Linked DNA regions of Mus musculus: region 1 is linked to region 2. A link is a contact called in public promoter capture Hi-C data. All regions are on one chromosome and are shown on one strand. Each heading gives the region's core, a stretch centred on a gene start, on an enhancer-like site or on the middle of the called end of the contact. The rest is flanking DNA. Distances are from core to core; before and after follow the strand shown.

The links. Promoter capture Hi-C pulls out the DNA fragments that hold promoters and counts their contacts.
Region 1: a promoter capture Hi-C map of pre-B cells shows a contact between it and region 2, with 4 times the contacts expected there. The contact joins the promoter of Parp4 here to the promoter of Mtmr6 in region 2. A contact is called at or near these places in 2 of 39 promoter capture datasets (liver and pre-B cells) and 1 of 484 Hi-C or Micro-C datasets (CD8 T cells).

Annotation. Positions count from the first base shown.
Region 1 is chr14:56,571,020-56,576,888 of GRCm38.p6, reverse strand. Parp4 (poly (ADP-ribose) polymerase family, member 4) reads right to left here and starts at 1,270. Exons shown (of 35, transcript NM_001145978.2): 1 at 1,159-1,270. Cenpj (centromere protein J) reads left to right here and starts at 5,043. Exons shown (of 17, transcript NM_001014996.2): 1 at 5,043-5,151.
Region 2 is chr14:60,261,958-60,268,028 of GRCm38.p6, reverse strand. Mtmr6 (myotubularin related protein 6) reads right to left here and starts at 2,824. Exons shown (of 14, transcript NM_144843.4): 1 at 2,668-2,824. The coding sequence starts at 2,691. Gm38641 (a long non-coding RNA gene) reads right to left here. Exons shown (of 3, transcript XR_874661.1): 2 at 5,604-5,924; 3 at 4,122-4,358.

The DNA of each region.
Region 1 (5,869 bases), core at 21-2,520, 3.7 Mb after region 2:
GACTATACAGAGAAGCCCTGTCTCGAAAAAACAAAACAAAACAAAAAACTGCACAGTGGAGAGAGAAGGCTGCCTCGCTAGGGAGTGAACACCCACGTTTCTTCCTTTCAGCGTGTCGTAGGGGAGCCCATCACAAGCCGTCTTCCTATTGGCTGCCCTGAGACAGATCCCAGCTTTGATCCTGTTGTTACTCTTCCTTACCTCATCTCACTGCTTACAGTCAAACATGAAAGTCAGGGCATGAACCCCTGACAGGAACGTGGAAGCCGGTGGTTCTCAATCTTGACCCCTTTGACAGTGGGTTTAAGACTATAGGAAACACAGATATTTTTACTTACTATTCATAACAGTAGCACAATTTAAGGAACTGACTGGATTAAAGGCTGTGATTGGCATGTAAAGTGAGTAGATTAATTAGTGGTCAAGGAAGAACGCAGTTTACTGGCTTGCTTTCTGTTTCTGCTCACCTCATACAATCCAGGACCACCTGCCCAGAAGCGGTGCCTACAGTGGGCTAAGCTCTCTTCCTTCAGTTAGCAATCAAGAAAATGCTCTGCAGACACACCCCAGAGGTCAATTTGACGGAGGCGATTTCTCAATTGAGGTTCATTTTTTTCCAGGTGCGTCAATTTAACAACCAAGAATAGCCATAGCACCGGAAGTACCTTTAGTAGGACAGAGGCATAAATCCAACCTAAGGACAAATCTACGTGGGGCGGATTTCCTGGCCTTCCCCTTTTTCATTAACATAAATTGTAACTGCCATAGGTAAGGCCTAGACAGACTAAGAATTTCTCTATTCCCAGTCTTGGCTAAAACTGCAAATTAACTCACCCCATCTTTTTTACTTATTTTTTGTCTTAATAGGACCCGGAGCTTAGTCAGATTCGGCTAAATTTCAACTCCAGACCTCAATGAGTTATTTTCTTCTACCAAAAGTTTCCTCAACTTTCAGAAAGTAAAGAAATGTTGCGTTCTGTTGCAGTTATTTTCCCAAAACAGCAGTGGGTCTGATGGCGCAGTCAACATTGACCTCCCCTCCCCTGGCACTCCCCTCCTAGGGCCGCTGACCCTGAGCCAGGCCTCAGAAGGTCAAGACCACCAGAGACTACCGGGGACCCTCGGGCTGTCAGACAGCCTCCTGGGGTACCCACGCACCTGCTCGGAGATCCCGCCTGGCCCTTCCTGGTGTCGGATGGTCCCCTCCTCCGTGCTCCGCAGCCAGCGTTCCAGCCTTGGTGCTTCCGCTCCAGGCGCAGCCGGGTTAGGTGGGGCGCGGCGGGGCGGGACCGTGGCTGCGGCTCCTGAACACCGGACCTACGCCCCTTAGAGGGATGTCCTGCGACTGTCCAGCTGGGGAGAAGGCGTGGCCTCAGCTTTCCAGATCAGCCTAGCGTTCAGGACTTTCACTTTCTTTTTCAGAGTGTAAATTGCCAGTAGGAGTAAACCCAAAATTCGAATCTGGGAGACTTGATGGATGGGGACTTTTGACAGAGAAATGATTACGGATTGGGGTTAAATAGGGTGCTGGAATCCCAGGGCAGGTAAGAAACAAATTTCCCAAAGGGGCATCAGAGAGAATTTAGGACTGAAGAGCTAGGTCATTGGTAGAAAGCTTGGCTAACATTTGTGGGCCCCTGGGTTCGATTTTCAGCAGCAACAGTGGAAGAAAATGAGAACTTCTGAGTTTGAAGCGCACAATAGCATCCATCACTAATTGGAGACGCTCAAACGATGGGTCTAGGGCTAGACAGCTCAGCTGGTTATTTGCTTCACATGTGTGGGCCCTGGGCGCTAGAATCAGAAATGTACTGAGTAGGGACTGATTTAGAAATAATTCCATTAATAATTTCAGAATATGATGAATGAAACGAGACTATAAGGTCTAGACTAGAGAATTGAATGTAAAAGGTGAATTTTGGTGACATGATTTATTGGGTGCTGTCCTCAGGTGCCAAATGATCTGGAACTTATTATGTGTACTAGGCTAGGTAGCCAGTGAGCACTAAGGATCTACCAGTCTCTTCCTCCCAGCACTGGGGTTACAAGCACATACCATTATGTGTGGCTTTATATGTATATTATATGGCTTTATATATAGTATATATAATATACTATATTTGTTTGCATGCATACACATATGTGTGCTTATGATTTCTCTTCTTCTTTGACATGACTGGGTATAGGACTCATGTCATCAGGCTTGTAGGGCAAATACTTTACCCACTGAGCCACCTAGCCAGCTTCCAGCTTTTTCCTTTTTAAAATGGTGGGGGGGTGTGTTACACTCCGGTCTTTATGCTTACCAGGCAAGCACTCTAGGGACTGAGCCACCTCCCCCTCCCTAGAAACGTCTTTACTGGACTGAGGATATGCTTCAGCAGGTTAAAGTGCTGTGTGAAGCCCTGGGTTCAGTCCCTAATACTGTATTAAAAACAGGGTTGGTGGTATATGTGTGTAGTCCCTACAGACTGGAGGTACAGACAGGAGGATCAGAAGTCAAAGATCTTTAGTGAGTTCTTAAAAAGCAAAGCAGAAAAGGAGACATTTTTACTGTACTACTAGTTTCTTGTCTTATTGCTCTGATAGAAGCAGCTTTTGGAAGGAGAGGGTGTGCTGGCTTACAGTCCTAGGGTGTACAGTCTTTCATGGCAGGGAAGGTCTGACTGCAGGAGCAGGAGGTGTCTGATCGCATCTTGCCCACAGTCAGAGGGTAATAAGTGAAATGATGAGTATTGTCTGCTTTCCCTTTAATTCCATTCAGGTCCTTAGCCCATGGGATGATGCCACTCATGGTTTTGGCACAGCTTATCAATGGGGGTGGGGGTGGGGTCACACAGTCAACAGTTGAATAATGTGCTGTGTGCTACTTATTTTAATTTTATTCTCCCCCCGCCCCAGGATAGAATTTCTCTGTATCACAGTCCTGGGTGTCTTGGAACTCACTCTGTAAACCAGAGTGGCCTCAACTCACAGAGATCTTTCTGCCTTTTTGAGACAGGGCCTTTCTATATAGTCCAGGCTGCTCTTCAGCTCTAAGTAGCTAGTTCAAGGCTCTTCCTCTGCCCAAGTGATTGGATCATTATACTCTACTTTTAAAATATAGGTATGTAGGTTCCAGGTGATAACTTCCATATTAAATCTTTTTTAAAGATTTATTTATTATTATATGTAAGTACACTGTAGCTGTCTTCAGACACCCCAGAAGAGGGCATCAGATCTCATTACAGATGGTTGTTGCTGGTATTTGAACTCAGGACCTTCAGAAGGGCAGTCAGTGCTCTTAACCGCTGAGCCATCTCTCCAGCCCTTTATTAAAATCTTAATAGCTACTTTAAACTTGAATGTGGAGACATGCTTTGTGGCACATACTTTGGGAAGTGAAGGCAAGAAAACTAGGAGAGAGAGAGAGAGAAAGGGAGAGAGAGAGAGAGAGAGAGAGAGAGAGAGAGAGAGAAAGGATGAGTGTGATAAAATTTGTTTATTCAGACAACAAGCAATGTGGCATAACATACTATACCAAATAAAATGTAGGCAGAAATAGTAGAGAATATTGTGATTATTGTCAAAGACACACATTTTAAGAAAATGATTTTTGGGCATGGTTTCAGGCCAAAAGAAGACCATTTGAACCCTCATTCAGCATCTTAAGTTATTAATTTACTGACTAATCAGCTTAGGGCAGTGGATGGAACTCAGCCTCTGGTACAGCAGGCAAGGTCTTTGCTACCCACTGAGCTCCATTCTCTTGTCAACATTTTAGGTGTGTGATCTTGGTAGTTTTGAACTTTGGCTTTTTCATCTATGATGTAACCTAACAAAACAAAGCAAAACAAAAACTTTTCCCGTCTCCATGTTTGAGGTGTCTGTACAAAATTTTAATTATCTTTAATAATATTGATTTATTTGAACTAATTAGTATAAAGGGCAATTCTTCTTGATGACCTTTTTATATAGAATCTCATGTTAACATACTGGCCTCTAACTTACTCTATATTGGAGGGTGACCTTGAATTTCTGATTCACCTTCCCCACCTGAGAGACTGGTCACCAATTTTGGATTATACAGTGCTGAGGATAGAACATACTAGGCAAGCATTTGATCAACCGGAGAAGAGAAAATGGGATGGCCTAGTGGTTATGGGCATTTGCTGTTCTCTCTCCCAAGATTGGGTTCAGTTTCCAGCTCCTACATGGTAGCTCACAAACATCTGTAGCTCTAGTTCCATGGGATCATGGGATCAGATGGCCCCTATGACCTCTACAGGCACCAGACACACGTCAGGGCACATACTAACATGAAGGCAAAATATGCTTGCACATAAAGTAAAAATAAAATAGTAAAATTATATATTTAAAAAACAGATGTTAGTTTACAATATTGTTCAAACCTAGTCTAAAAACTGTGGTAGCTTGAAGTGTTGTAGCATCCTAGATTAAAGGGTCATGTCTGTATTTTGGAACCCCTCTGGTGGCAAAACAAATAAACAGTGAAATCTGCGCTCAACATTCCATATATAATTTTAATATCTGCACTTTCAATATTCCATATAATTTAAACACTGAATGCACACACTTTGTGCAGCCATCGACTAGCCACATAATAGATGATTATTTCCGGAGTAAATTTTTCCACGGTTATCTTCACTTATTCGTCCTACCAATGTCACTTTTTTGTTTTAAACAGGTCTTTATTAAATCAAACCCATTCAAAGAGAAAAGCGAAGACGACGAAACTCTCCCAAACCTGTCGTCTTTTAGATTCGGTTTGAATCTCTGTGTTCCTGGCACAATGGAGTACGCTCTCTGTTACCGCAGGGGTCAGATCTCAATCGGTTGACTTCAGAACAACAGCTGTTGACCAGTGCCCGCCGCAAAAGAGCGCGCATAGAGCATCCCCTAGCAACGTTTATGGCGGTGTTGCTGGGAGTTGTAGTTTGCATGTGTCCGAGGCGCCTGCGCGCAAGCTCACACGGACTGTAGGAACTACATTTCCCAGGAGTCACTGGACCAGAGTTGGGCGGGGCCGGTCCAGGAGGCGGGGCTCTGGCTGCAGCGATGGTTGTGGCGGCTCATTCGTAAATGCCGGGCCAGCTAAGTGGTGACTATCGCTGGTCGGAGCGGTCTGAACAGCTGTTTCTTCGAAGAACGGTAACTGATGGGCGGAAGGAGCGGAGAAGCCCGTCCGCCGCCCGGTTCCTGAGAGGCCAGCTTGGGCTTTGGGGCTGGCATGGCGCGGAGGGCTTGGCGCCCGCGGGCGGCGGTGGTTCCGGGGCTTAAGCCCGCTTTGTTCTTCCGAGCACCCGGGGGATCGGTCCTCAAGGGGGTCGGCCGGGGTGCGTGTTTCTGTTCCGGGCGACACGCTCGCCGGGCCGGGTGCAGTGGCGCCGCTTGCAGTCTTTCAGGAGGCCTTATCTCGGCTTCTCCAAAAGCTTTGTTGCTTTCAAGAAGAGTTGTGTTTCAGGGGAGGCGGACCTGTCAGCTGAAAGTTTTCAGGGTCTGAATTGTCTCCTCGTATCTTCCTCAATCAAGGTCTGAATTGTCTCCTCGTAACTTCCTCCTTCTCCAGTGCAGATAATTTATGTTTTGAACAGAAAGATGTCAAAGCTTTCAATTAGTCGATTTTTTTTTAAAGGCAGCTTTACGTACAATTAACTTACGGTAATGACTACAACTTCATAAGCAGGTGGTGTTGTACCTCAGATTTTAATATCTGAGTTTACATAACATACTGTCCTAGACAGTCTATTATTTGTAGTTTACCTAGGCCTTCGTATAAGTAATAAAAAACAAATTTAGGGGAAAATTTTTGGCGTTCTTTAGACAAGGGCTTGTTATGTAGCCCAAGCTAGCCTTCCACCTCAAACAC
Region 2 (6,071 bases), core at 1,575-4,074:
CAGCCAATTAAGACAAAAAGAAAAAAAAAACCCTCACAGGCCAATGTCTGTCACTGGGCCCCCTTCCCAAGTGACTCTACCTTGTGTCAAGGTGATTATTAAAAGTAAACATCATGGTGATGAGAGCTAATGAACTAACATATATGTGAAATGTGAACATTGTGAAATTATGACAATGGTACATAACTGTGTTCACTGATATAATTGCCTAACAGAAGGTAATCATTACTTTTCAAAGACAGCTGTTAAACAACATTAAAAGAAACTCACTGAACAGTCATACATTATCATAATCAGTTAAAAATGTTTATTACTTTTACTTGAGGGTGGGGTGGGCATGCACAGGCCAAGAAACCTGTGTGGAGCTGAGAGAGACTCTTTGAGAAGTTGGTTCCCTCCTTCCCCCGCGTGGGTTCTGGAGAACCAGCTCCGATCGTCAGGCTTGGCATCAGGTCCCTTTACCAACACTGAGCCATCCTGAGAGCCCTACAAACAATTCTGATTATACCAATTAAACTACACAGAGTTTAAAACTTTTTTTTTTCTTTTGTTTTTTCATGACAGGGTTTCTCTGTGTAGCCCTGGCTGTCCTGGAACTCACTTTGTAGACCAGGCTGGCCTCGAACTCAGAAATCTGCCTGCCTCTGCCTCCCGAGTTCTGGGATTAAAGGCGTGCGCCACCACGCCTAGCCTAAAACATATTTTTATGCAATTAAATATGTTTGGGAGAAGAGTATACATAATAAAAACAAAAACTTGGTTATGTTCAAAGCAATTCTGTAAGACTACACTTTTTCCAAACCATAATTTAAGGAAACAGTAGAGTCTATATAACAATTATCAGACTACAGTGTGAGGTTCATGATGCTCTTGTGTGGGATGCCAGTGTCAGTCAAGTGTGTACATGCTAGTTCCCAGCAAACCTCGGTTCCACTATAGTCTATATACACCCACTTAAGACTTCTCTAGAGAAACGCCTCCTTGCCACAACAGTGACACAAAATAACAAAGGCAGTCCCTTAAGAAGCAACTTCAGTTGGAAACCAACTGGAAATCTCTTAACCATTAAAAAAAGACATAAAAGGTCAGATCTAAAAGGTGAGCAAAAAGCAGCCTTACCTAACAGCAGCATGGGCCTACCAGGAAGACAGTAAGGTTTAATCAGGAACAACCTTCAAGATCATAAAAATGACAGCTATACACCCCAAAGGCCAGATCGGTTCTTCATAAACTGACGGAGGTCATTTTGTAACTAATGAAGGGAATCATCTAGATTTTCCCACCAGTGCTCACTTAGTGATCAGGGTGTTTTTAGTTCACTGGATTCTGTTTGCTTTCACTGATGTGTGTGTGTGTGTGTGTGTGTGTGTGAGAGAGAGAGAGAGAGAGAGAGAGAGAGAGATTCTCAGCAGCAAACAAGCAATGAGGTTCAGAGTAGAAGGCAGTTTCTGAGCCGACAGCTGTTAGGGCCCTGTGACAGGGACAAGAAGGGCTCCCATGCTCACTCTCATTCTCTTCCCTGCCTTAGCACCCTCTGCTGTACATCGAATCATCCTCCCATTTTCAAATTTTAAATGTCAGCAACTTAAACGTTCCTTCTCTTTAAATAAATAAATAAAATCTGCCAAGCAGTGGTGGTGCACACCTTTAATCCCTGCACTTGGAATCAAAGGAGGATAGCTCTCTGTAAATTCAAGGCCAGCCTAGTCTACAGTGCAAGTTCCAGGACAGCCAGAGCTACACAGAGAAACCTTGTCTCAAAAAAACCAAAATTTTGGAAGAGGAGCACCTCCACATTTCCTACAAATAGTATAGGCAAACTCCAAAATAAATCCTAACAAAAATTCATGTTATGTTATCCATAACATCAAGGACTGTGAAGCGTTTTAAAGAATAATGAAGAAAAAAATGCAGTTTATTCCCAAATGACCTGTAACTTTAAGACCTTTAGGACAGACAGTAAGTGACAGTTAAGGCTCTGGCAAAGCCCAGAGAGGTGTTTTTCCTCATCTTAAAAGGTCATTCACGCCCTTTGATCTCCATTTCTGTTTTGGCCCTTTCTGAGGCTGAAGTTTGGCCATTCTCTGAATTCTTCTCACACAGAAAAATTAAGCACGGACTTGACAAACAAGCTCAGTTATAGGAAAGTTCCATGGACCTTTTACAATATGACACAGCCTTTCTTTCCCCTTCTGCATAACTGCTGTCAAGTTGGCTCCCTACACTTAAGACAATGCCTAAAGTTGGAAGCACAGAAGTATCAACTCTAAGTGTCTGGAGAACTAGAAAAGTGAGTGGCCTCGGATGCGCTAATATTTGCACCGCGGAAAAGAGCGGGCGGGGCACTTAAACCAGAGCAAGACTGGTTCAAGAACAGCACAGCACTGATGGATAACTGGACCCACCAGCCTGGGGGCGAGCCAGGCGGCGATCGGCCGAAATCCCCCAAAGTAAAAAGCAGCCCCAGTCTTGTCCAAAAGAGCAAAGCTCGCTGGGCGGCCACCGTTTGCCGACTCCCCAAGCACCTCCTGCCAAGGCGCCTGCGCTGTCCACACGGCCTCCGCACCCCCAAACTGCCGGCCCTCAACGGAGGCCCCGCACCCCCAAACTGCCCGTCCGCCTCTGCCCAATGGACCCCGGCAGCTGCGAGGATCTCCCGCCGACTACCTTGGTTGTCCGGATGTGCTCCATCCCGGGGCGACGCCCGCAGGCAGCTGGCCTCAGGAGAGCACCATCGGGAGAGAAACGGGGCGGTGACAGCCACCCGCAGGAACTCCCTCAACCCGGCAGCGTCAGCCACCCCCGCCGCCGGTGGCACTGCGCAGGCGTCATCTGAGAGCTCTGTCGCCTAGAAACACTTCCGCAAATCTTAGCTTCAGAGGGGATCCTGACAGCCGGCTGAGTGTCGCCCATAGAGAGCGTATGCTAGCTGGGCCACATGCATGGCCTGTTGTACAGCGCCCTCTCTGATGGAGGACTGGTATTGCCCCGGCCAACCAAGCTAACCCACATGTTCAGCTAGACAAGGATCAGCAAGAGGGACTAGAAGCTTTTTCTAGGTTTAAAGATATTCCTTTTCCTGACCAAAAGGAATTTTCCAGTGAGTGCGAGACTGGATACCTCTAAATTCCAGGTTAAATTACATTTAGAAACTCATGGAGCACTGGGCTCCTGTAATGAACTATTAAATTCTATTATGATTATCAGTATTAAGTTTGAGTACATTTTGTATGGTCTTTGTTACCAAGGGGCAGGATATTACTCTTACAGGCTTATAGATAAGGCTGCACTTTAATTTAAGATGCTACATGAATGTCTTTTTTTAATTTGAAAGATATTGCTCAGGGTTGGAAAGATGGCTTATCTGTTAAGTTCTTTTTGTTTAAGTTTTTTTTTTTTGTTGTTTTTTTTTTTTTTTTTTTTTTTTGTATGTGAGTACACTGTAGCTGTACAGATGGTTGTGAGCCTTTATGTGGTTGTTGGGAATTGAATTTAGGGACCTCTGCTCGCTCTGGCCCAAAGATTTAATTATTGTTATAAATAAGTACACTGCAGTTGTCTTCAGACACATCAGAAGAAGACATCAGATCTCATTATGGATGGTTGTGAGCCACCATGTGGTTGCTGGGATTTGAACTCAAGTCCTTTGGAAGAGTGGTCAGTGCTGTTACACACTAAGCCATTTCAACAGCCCATCTGTTAAATTCTTATTAGAAACTTTTCTGATCTTTGTCTTTTGTAAATAAACAAAAATGGCTGGGATGGGCAGTTTGCCTTCCTAACGGGTAGCTGGTGTGCTCTCTCCTTGCTTCTCTGGCTGCCTCCTGCAAAAGACCTTTCAATTAAACCAACACTTTTAAACTGTTCATGGCAACCCTGGGGACCAGGAGCTGACCAAAACTTGATTAAAAACGCAGCCTATCTCTGGCTTTGCTTCTGGAATAAGCTTTGGGTCTCAAATCTCTACAACTGTACTTTGCTGTGTTCATGACAGTAACTGCCTCAGATCAGATTTCATCTACTATGTGTTATGAATTGTGGTGTCTTTACAGTTTGTACAAACATTGCTACTCTTATAGAAAGAGCAGTTTGATTACAGAAAGCAAAACTTTTCATATTTTCCTATTATTCCTTAGTATATATCAAATTAGTGTATCTTTGAATTGAGCTGTATCAGAAAAACATATCTATCTCTGTTCTACTCATAATTAAGTAGTAAAGATGTATGTGTACAAAAGAATTGTTTGTAAAAATAAATTTACCTTGTATGCTGGGGCATGACTTTAATCCCAGCACTTCAGAGACAGAGGCAAGTTGTTGCCTGTAAATTTCAGAGCATGCTGTTCCACATAGTGAGACTGTAACAAAAACAAACAAGCAAAATATTATCAGCAAATGTTTGATTTGTACACCTATTGTAAGTACCTATATAACCAAAGATAAATAAAAGTTTTTCTGCTGAAAAGGGTTCACGATTTAAAAATGTTTAAAAGATTTCCAAACAGGCCACCCTTAAGCTCTATCAATCAACTTTATTTGGTTTTGGTTAGTCTTCATTTCCTCCATAAGCAAGTCTTTTTTTTTAAACATATTTTTATTAGATATTTTCTTGATTTGCATTTCAAATGTTATCCTCTTTCCTGGTTTTCCCTCTGAAAATCCCCTATCCCCTCTTCCCTCCCCCTGCTCACCAACCCACCCACTCCTGCTTCCTGGCCCTGGCATTCCCTACCCTGGAGCATAGAGCCTTCACAGGACCATGGGCTCTCCTCCCATTGATAACCAACTAGGCCATCTCTGCTACATGTGCAGCTGGAGCCATGAGTCCCACCATGTGTACTCTTTAGTTGGTGGTTTAGTCCCTGGGAGCTTTGGGGGGATACTGGTTGGTTCATATTGTTGTTCCCCCTATGGGGCTGCAAACCCTTTTGGCACCTTGGGTCCTTTCTCTAGCTCCTTCATTGAGCAATTCTTTTAATAATTTGAGATCTTTCACAAAAACATATTTTTAAAAGGAGAACTTAAGTTAATGTTTGTCAGAAATGCAGTAACTATCAGTAAGAATCTGGCCAAATAACGAGATCTGATTAGGAAGCGGGAGCCAAGTTATAGTGAGCTATCTTTAGCCCCCCAAATAGTCACCAACTTATTGTCCATTTTTGCGTGTGACCTAACACCCTTATGACTGTTGTATTTATCCTTTTAGAATGTACAAAAAAGATCCCTAGCTTCCACCAACCCAAAGGCTAATACTGTTGTCAGAGAGCATCTGAGACCAAAGCAGAGACTGGTCTGCCTTGCTGTAATCTGCCTTCTGGATGTTTCCACTGATATAGCTGCAAAATGGCTTGACATATAACATTCTTTGTTCTATTAGTATAAAAGTTTCATACATTTCCTAACATGTTATAGCATGGTATTTGAGGTAACCTGGGTATGTGTCCCTTGAACATGTGTAGCCTCCCTTAAGCCTGAAGCAGGCTGAGTCAGAACTTGACCTTGCTGCCACTAAGGAGATTATCTAGAGTGGAGCTTTCCTCCTGCCTGTTTCCAACTACGGCCATCTGCCTGTTCATTGATTTACACCCTTTCATTTCTCTCACCTAAAAAGCAGCTTCTGAAAGCTGCGGCCGACTGCCTGCTGCATTCCTAGATTCTGATATCACTGCTGAACCTAAGCGAATCCAGCGCACGGGTCAGCACGCTGTTCCAGCTTAGTACCACACCCTTAGCAACCTTTTACCCGTTGCTTCGTGCCCCGGTACAAATTTTCTTTAATTCTTTTATTCTTCCATGGAGCTCTAAACCAGCAGTGTTTCTTCCAGTATCTTCTGCCTTTCCCAGGCCCCGCGTGGGATGCCAAATTGTTGCGAGCCGGCTAGCGGCTCACATGTCCGGGTTCAAGCCTGGGAGGCAACCTGGAGCTGAAAGAAAAGAGGGAGCTTAGGTGGGTTGAGAAATAATAGAACCAAGACAACTAGTCTGCTCAAGGTTCAAATGTTTAATGGCAGACACGCTTTATAAAGGAGGGGGAATCTGGCTCTAGAATTAACTTGTTAAGGCCTAAATAA